Linked DNA regions of Mus musculus: region 1 is linked to region 2. A link is a contact called in public HiChIP or PLAC-seq data. All regions are on one chromosome and are shown on one strand. The core of a region is the stretch at or near the end of the contact, and the rest is flanking DNA. Distances in the headings are between cores, read along the strand shown.

The links. HiChIP or PLAC-seq counts read pairs in DNA pulled down with a chosen protein or histone mark.
Region 1: an H3K4me3 HiChIP or PLAC-seq map of bone marrow-derived macrophages shows a contact between it and region 2, with 5 times the contacts expected there. The contact joins the promoter of Litaf here to the enhancer-like site in region 2. A contact is called at or near these places in 2 of 39 promoter capture datasets (macrophages and neural stem cells), 4 of 15 datasets of contacts at CTCF or cohesin (CD8 T cells, the NIH/3T3 cell line, large pre-B cells and 1 more), 16 of 484 Hi-C or Micro-C datasets (ECoMG myeloid progenitors, the HL-1 cell line, the HPC-5 cell line and 9 more), 22 of 115 datasets of contacts at active chromatin or transcription factors (the 230-238 cell line, the HPC-7 cell line, the NIH/3T3 cell line and 12 more) and 5 of 9 other capture datasets (adipose tissue, embryonic stem cells, liver and 2 more).

Annotation. Positions count from the first base shown.
Region 1 is chr16:10,991,273-10,994,879 of GRCm38.p6, forward strand. Litaf (LPS-induced TN factor) reads right to left here and starts at 1,849. Exons shown (of 4, transcript NM_019980.2): 1 at 1,774-1,849.
Region 2 is chr16:10,878,037-10,881,536 of GRCm38.p6, forward strand. No RefSeq gene overlaps it. Among named protein-coding and RNA genes, the nearest start is that of Gm21859, 35 kb to the right of the region's middle. Within about 2 kb of position 1,640, at least 77 of the 459 cell types and tissues checked have an H3K27ac peak or open chromatin away from gene starts, as enhancers often do. A contact at or near this core is called in ECoMG myeloid progenitors, bone marrow-derived macrophages, craniofacial prominence and 1 more, where this site is marked.

The sequences.
Region 1 (3,607 bases), core at 599-3,098, 110 kb after region 2:
TCAGACCTCAGCTTTCCCATACAACTTTCCCTGTCTAGGAACATCTCCCAATTGCCTAAGCTGGGATTCTGAGCTAAGCTCTGAACTTTTCAACAGCACGCCTGCTTTTCGCCCATAGCATAAGCCACTTAGGGCCAGGAGCCATTTTTTCAGCATTTTCAAAGGACAAGGGGTAGCCCTTTCCCCTCCTACGGCCAGGCCATAAAAGTATTGATGGACAAAGGAATGTATCCGCCAAAGGAAGGGAGCTACTATCTAGGGAGTCTAGTATCTTAGAGACTCAAGACACTGGGTGGATCTGATACCAATCACTGTGTCACTTGATTCAGTAAACTATCATAAGGATATTTTTTCAGGCAGGAATAAAACCATTCATTATTAATGCCTTTAGTGGAATAGGAAGGAGGACAATGGGCCTCTCCCACAGTAAGTAGATCTACAACAAATATTTCTGAGCTGGCCTGAACACCTTTAGAAGGCAGAACAAGGATTGGCTGAGAAGATGAAGTATGGGTGTTATTCTAGGTCAGGCAAGGCAAGCGACACACCCTCTGGATCCTGATCCAACTGATAAAGCCAATCGCTGGAGGAATTAGTGATACCACTCAGCTCCTTTCTCTCTGCATTAGTTCTACTTTAAAAGAGCCAATCTGAGAAGGCTGGAGCGGAGGGCAGAAGAGGAGGCAAGCACCTAGTGGTAGAAATGATTTTCCTTCAAAGGACTCCAATATGGAGTCCAGGAGTCCCTGAACCAGCTTCAGCTCACTCAGGGGAGGACGGTTTAATTCAGAAAAGGCTGGAGGAGCGGCTCAGTGGCACAACCCTGTAATTTCAACACTGTGGAGGCAGAAAAGTCCAGGACCAGCCTCAGCTACATATGGAGTTGGGATGCTAGCCTGGACTATCTAAGACCGTCTCAAAACAGCAAAAAGGGGATGAGCTTAGAGAGCCCCGTGACTTCCACAAACTATTTCCCAATGACTACCGCTCAGTCCAACAGAGAATGACATCAGCTTCACTCTCCGGAAGCACAAACCCGACAAAGTATTAGGTAGGGAATGTCCAAACGACCCTTTCTAAAACACACCCATGCTCTCCTCACCTCTTCCTCTTAAACCTCAACGGAAAGCTGGGGGCACGATACCGAATGACGATCAAAAGCACCGTCTAGACCCACACGGACCTGGAAACCACTGGGAAGTAAGAACTGGGCTGGCAGGACAGGCGGGGGTCACGTCCTCCTTCGCCTGGGCTCTAGACTCCGCGATCCTGAAGTTCCCCTGCTCTCCGATACGCTCGCACCGGTCTGGGAACCCGTGTGAAACTCACAGGGATAAGAGCAAAAGACGCGTGGGCCCGGAACAGCTAAAGAGCATCTGGAAAGTTACTCTACTTTTTCTCTATTCGCTTTTGCTTTCAGAGTACACACAGGGGCGTTCTCCAAATCGCAACTTAGATACTAAAGGTTACTAGAGAAAGTCGCGCCTTTTCCTATAAGCCCGAGGGGCATCATTTGGTGAGGTTCGGACGGAAGCTGGGTAGTCCGAGACTGAGAACCAAACACAACCGCACTGCTGGGACCCCTCGCCCTCAATCCCGCCCAGAGCGCGCCACCCCGGGTCCCACGACATCCCTGCTCGCCCCCCAAGGAGAGCGCGGTGCCCCGGGACTCTAGGCAGGTGGCAAAGCCCGACCCTCGCCTCTGTTGCCGCCCCGTGCCCAGCGCCCCGAATCTGGTGTTCCCCACCGGGCACCCAGCAGGGCCGCACTCACCGCTGCCCGCGCCGCCAGTCGAGCCGGGAGGTCTGCTCTGGCCGCGCGCGCGGGCCGGGAGGGCTCCGGGGAGGCAGGGCGAGCCGGGGGCGGAGATGTTTCGGGGCGTGGCTTGCTGGAAAGGGCCAGATGGGGTGGGGTCTAGGAGGGGAGGAGTAACAGCCTTGAGGCAGGAGGAGTAGGGATGAAGCTACGACCTGAGTGGGCTGGCGAGAGGCGGGGCGCGCGGAGGCGGGGCCAAAAGGTCGGGCGGGAGGCGGACTCTGGAGCCGCGAGGCCTGGGAGAGGGAGGGGAGAGATTATTCTTTGTTTCTAACAGCCACAACTACACCTCCACCAAAGTCAAGGCATAAAGACAACCTACAGAATGGGAGACAACATTTGTATGTTATGTAGCTGATGAAAGTTTATAATTTGAATAAAATTATATGATGAACAGTACTGAGGGTAGAGGCGTATATTCAAGATCGGCCTGATCTAAAACAGTTCCAGGCAAGCTAAGGCTTTATAGTGAGACCAGTCTCAAAAAAACAAAAACTAGCCAGACTGCAGTTCAGCTGTTAGAGGGCTAACATTAGCATGCATGAAAACAGGGTTCATACCCAGCGGCCCATAAATGAGTATAGTGCCACAAGCCCAGCACATTTTACGGCTGAACAGTTTCTCAAAAAAAATGTGGCTAATCTGAGAGACATAGGAAGTTTGAAGCCAACCTCAGATACACAATGAGACCCTGTCTCAACTCATCCCACACATACAAAAAAAAAAAAACATTCTTACAACGTACATGTGTGGGGGGGGTGGGGGGGTGCACGCACACGTGAGCGCACACAAGCTCACAGTAGTGTTTCACTGTGTAGCCCCACCCGGCCTTGAATTCACAGAGATCTGCTTGCTTCTGTCTCCTTAGTGCTGAGGCTAAAAGTGTATGTTACCATGCATGGCTTACATTTTATCCCCTTGCTTTAATGTGAGCACAGTAGCAGACAGAAAAGGCTGCAGGAAGAAAAGGTTTATTTTGGGTCACAGTGTGAGAGGGTTTCAGTCCATCTCCGTGGGAAAGATTTGGCAAAGCTGTTGAGATTATGGCAGCTGAAGCTATGCCGATGCTACTCACATTACAGTAGACCAGGCTGGAGAAGAGGGAGTGATCAGAGACAAGGAATAGAGTTAACCTTCAATGGCCACCCTTAGCAGATAGGCCCTGCCTCCTAAATCCTCCTCTGTAATTTCGGTGCTGGGATGGGAGAGATAGGAAGATCCCTGTTGTTTGCTGGCAGCCAGACTACAGAACTGGAGAGCCTTGGTTCAATTGAGATTCTATACCAAAAAGTATAATGGAGCACACCTGGCAAAGGAAATACCATATTATGGTCATGTAATTGCTTTTCCCTGGGTGAGGCTTATCCATTGTATTCCTCACATGCTGTTCCTAGGGTTTCCCCAAACATGGGTACCTCAAATGCTTAATGTGTGGTATGGGACGAGTAGTTGGGATACAGACTGGGTTCAAGCTCTCCCTTAAATTTTTTTTAATTAAAAAAATAAACACAGAGAACAATTGAAAAAGTCATGTGACATTGGCCTCTGGCCTGTCTACACGCATCTGTGCATGTGTGCTTATGTGTAATAACGTTGGAAGGGAAGGGAAGAAATGCTCTCCCTGGTGCACTGCTGGTACACGTGAGAGGGTGCAGCTGCTGTTCTGATTCCAGGTGGCACACACAACTGAAAACAAGTGTTCCAACGTGTAAGTCTGTACAAGACTGCTGTGGGCCCTGCTGTTCACCAAAGCTGAAGAAAATAAAAACCCAAGTGGTCAACAGATCAGTGG
Region 2 (3,500 bases), core at 390-2,889:
TCCTCTGATGGCTGAGTCTTGGACCATCTTATGTCCTGAGGATTCCCTGGACACAAGGACTAGCAGATACTCACTCACAGCCGGCAGAGCACCCCAACCCCACTCTTGCCCGTCAGCTACTCACCCTGAAGACGGATGGTCCTCAAGGGCTCTGAGAGCGACTCAGAGAGGCTCCCATTGAGGGCCACCTCCCTGCCATGCCACAGTACCACCTGGTACAGGATGTGGGTGCTTTGTGCTTTCTGGATCACAGTCCTCAGGGCCAGCTCCGTGGGAAGTGTGCTGAGCTGGAAGAGAATGGGGTGGCTGGTGTGGAACCCAGCCACGCACTGCTTGGGGTGGGGAAGGAGAGACACACCCAGAAAGAAAAAGGAACTGTGTGTGGATCAGTGTTTCCTGCATCTTCAGAACCACAATGCTAAGCATGAGCAGGGAGTGGGGCAGATTGTGAGCAGCAGAGGGTAGAGAGCCCATGAGCTCTGCAGACATGCAGTGCGCCTCTGAACTGTTTCCTATGAGGTAAGAATGCCAGCTCCCATTGTATCCATCCCTCCTTTTCTGTCCCCCTGTGTAGCCCAGGCTATCCTATAACTCACCACAGTTACTCCCTAGTGCTATGACTCCGCAGGTTTCCTATGCATGTCTAAAGCCATCCCCACCAGCTCCTCCCTGGGTAAGGGACCTTTCCTTCCTGCCTAGCTGCCATTCCCCCTTGCTATCACCTGCAGGCCTATTACAGCACTGCAGCTATGGAAACCTGACATTTCCTGGGAGGAAGGTGCTTGTAGCATAGTGCCGTCTGTGTGGGCTGACAATCCCGGCACACGAAAAGTGTTCTTCCCCGTGCCATTCCTGCAGAGCCTGTCTGTCCCAGTTCAGGGCCTTCTGTAGTTCTCAGACTCATTCCACCCCAGGCTTTTAGCATGGAGTGCTCTTTTCCCAGACTGCTTGTCATATAGGATAAGGTCAAATGTCACCTCCTCGGTGATACTACCTGACCTCCTAATCATTCATATATAGAACTTATATGGGTTTTTTTGTCATCTGCCTCCACTGGATTATATGTTCAGTGGCAGTCAGGGCTCACCCATTCTGTTTTATGCTATATCCCAGCTTCTGGAGCGGTACCTAGGGTCTAGGAGATGATTAGTCGATTATGGAGGTGAGACATACAGCTGAGTGTCTCTTCCAGCCATTTTTCCCCCTTCTGAGCCTACCCCAGAAGCAAAGCCTCAAATGAAGTTCTCTTCTTCCTAGAAAGACATACACACCTGGGGGGTGAGATCTGTTGCATCTGGATGACATTGGCAAGGCTGTCCTTAGCAGCTAGCAGGCTGGTGCTCACATGGAAACAGTGCTCCCCCACCTCTAGGGCAAAGCTGATTTTGGTCTCATCCTTGGAGCACCGGAGCTGGTGTAGGGGCGATGCCTTCGTCAGCCAAGTAGCAGCTGGCTCCAGGCTCTGCCTCCCAGAGCCCCAGACCCAAAGGGCACACAGACCCTGGGGTGAAGAAACTGTTGAAATGAGGGTCTTGAGTCAGATAGGGTCAGCCTGGTGTTACCTAGGGCCAGCCTGGTACTACCTGCCCTGTGGCCAGAGACTGGCAACATACCTCATGGCTCAAGGCAAGGATCTAGTTGTGATACCACTTATGACCACAGAGGGCAGTGCTACACAGGACAATGCTGGGGTGATAGATCAGGCTCCAGGACAGCTCTCCTAGCCATGGGTTGAGTTATTGACAGCTAGATCTTTGATCTCCTGAGCCTAGGGCATTTGATCTTACAGATAAGGATGCTTGCTTTATTAATTGACTGGTTTGAAAACTGTACTGAAGTGATGTGCCATCTTATGGGCTGGCAGAGTGACTGTCAGTATAGATTCCAGACTCCCATAGAAGAACCATAAAGACTTAGGGAAAGGAACAAGAATTGGTGCTCATACTTTGGGGTCCACAGTTTCCTTATTCCACCCCACTGAGTCTACCTGGATTATAAAATTAAGTTTATTATCACGAGTAAAAACTAAACAAGAGGACTGGAGAGGACACTCAGTTAAGAGCACTGGCTGCCCATCTGGAGGACGTGGGTTTGAGTCCCAGCACCCACTTAGCGGCTCAAATCTGTCAGTTTTTTGAGTCCCTGGAAAGACAATGTTCTCTCTGGCCTCTGAAGACACCAGGCATTCACATGGTACCCAGATATACACTGTAGGCAAAACACCCAAACACACAAAATAATAAAGTAAGAACTAAATGATTTTAAAATGCTGCTTCCAACAAGCTCAGAGGCCCTGTCAGCATGTTTAAGCTAATTCTCATCCAGTACAAACAATCAAAAAATGCAAACAATGATGCTCTGCAGACTGACTGCCTTGACATGCCAGGGGAGCACACATGAGGACTTTTAAAGAAAGTTAGTGAGAAAAGACGAAAGGGAAAGATCCAGGCAGTGGGCAAAGCACTAAGCAGGTATGATTGTAGAATACAGGCTCTGAGGTTAGATCTGTGGACTTAATCATGACTCCCCAGCCTACTAGCCAGCACACAAACAACTCGGAGTCTTTGCCCAGTTTCATTATTTTTAAAAAATAAGAATACTAAATACAATAGAGCTAAATGAGCTGTGACATAAGGGATGAAGAGTGCACCCCTGTATTCTGAGCACTCAAAAAAGGAAGTTCTAACCTGGGCTACAGAAGACCATGTATCTAAGAAACTAAACATCCCAGCTTTTGGGATTACACAGTGTTATATAAAAATCCTTGTTTTACAAAACGCTCGAGGTCTTTAGGAGCAGGGACAGAGCCTTGTTAGCTCAGTTACATGGAAATGTGTGGTCTGCCTTGGCCGATCACCACTTCCTTGCTGTTGATTGAGACAGGGTCTCATGTAGCCCAGGCTGGCCTGAAATGAGCTATGTAGCTAAGGCTGGTGTTGGCCTTCTGATCCTCTTGTTTCTACCTCCTAGTGTAGGGTTATAGATATGCATAGCTTATGGGGGGCTGGGGCTGGAGCCCAAGGCCTTATCCACATTAGGCATCCCACCTGCTGAGCCTCATCCTTGGCCCAACAGAGACCTTTCCTGTGTGCTGAGACCATCTAAGAGACACTTGAGAACAAACTAAAGTGGTCTTTGACTACGGTGCTCCCACCAGGGAAAGGGCTGTAGACAGCAGGCACTCTGTAAACAAAGGCAGGCCAGGACACAAGAAGGAGGACATTGGAACCAAGCCTGACAGCTGGTTGGGAAATGCAGTGGCCAGGGATTGGGGTAGGGGTGTATGGCTCAGTAGTAGAGAGCTTGGCTAGCATTCATGAGGCCATGGGCCAGGCCTAAGAACAGGCAGAGGGACAGTGGGCAAGGGAAGGGGAGGATGGGGAGGAGGGGCAGAGGTAGGGAGGGTGGGAACAGGAAGTGGGGAAGTACTGGCCAGTTGGCACGCCTCATCACTCACTGGCTTTACCAAGCAACTACTCTGTATTGGTCCCTGTGCCAAG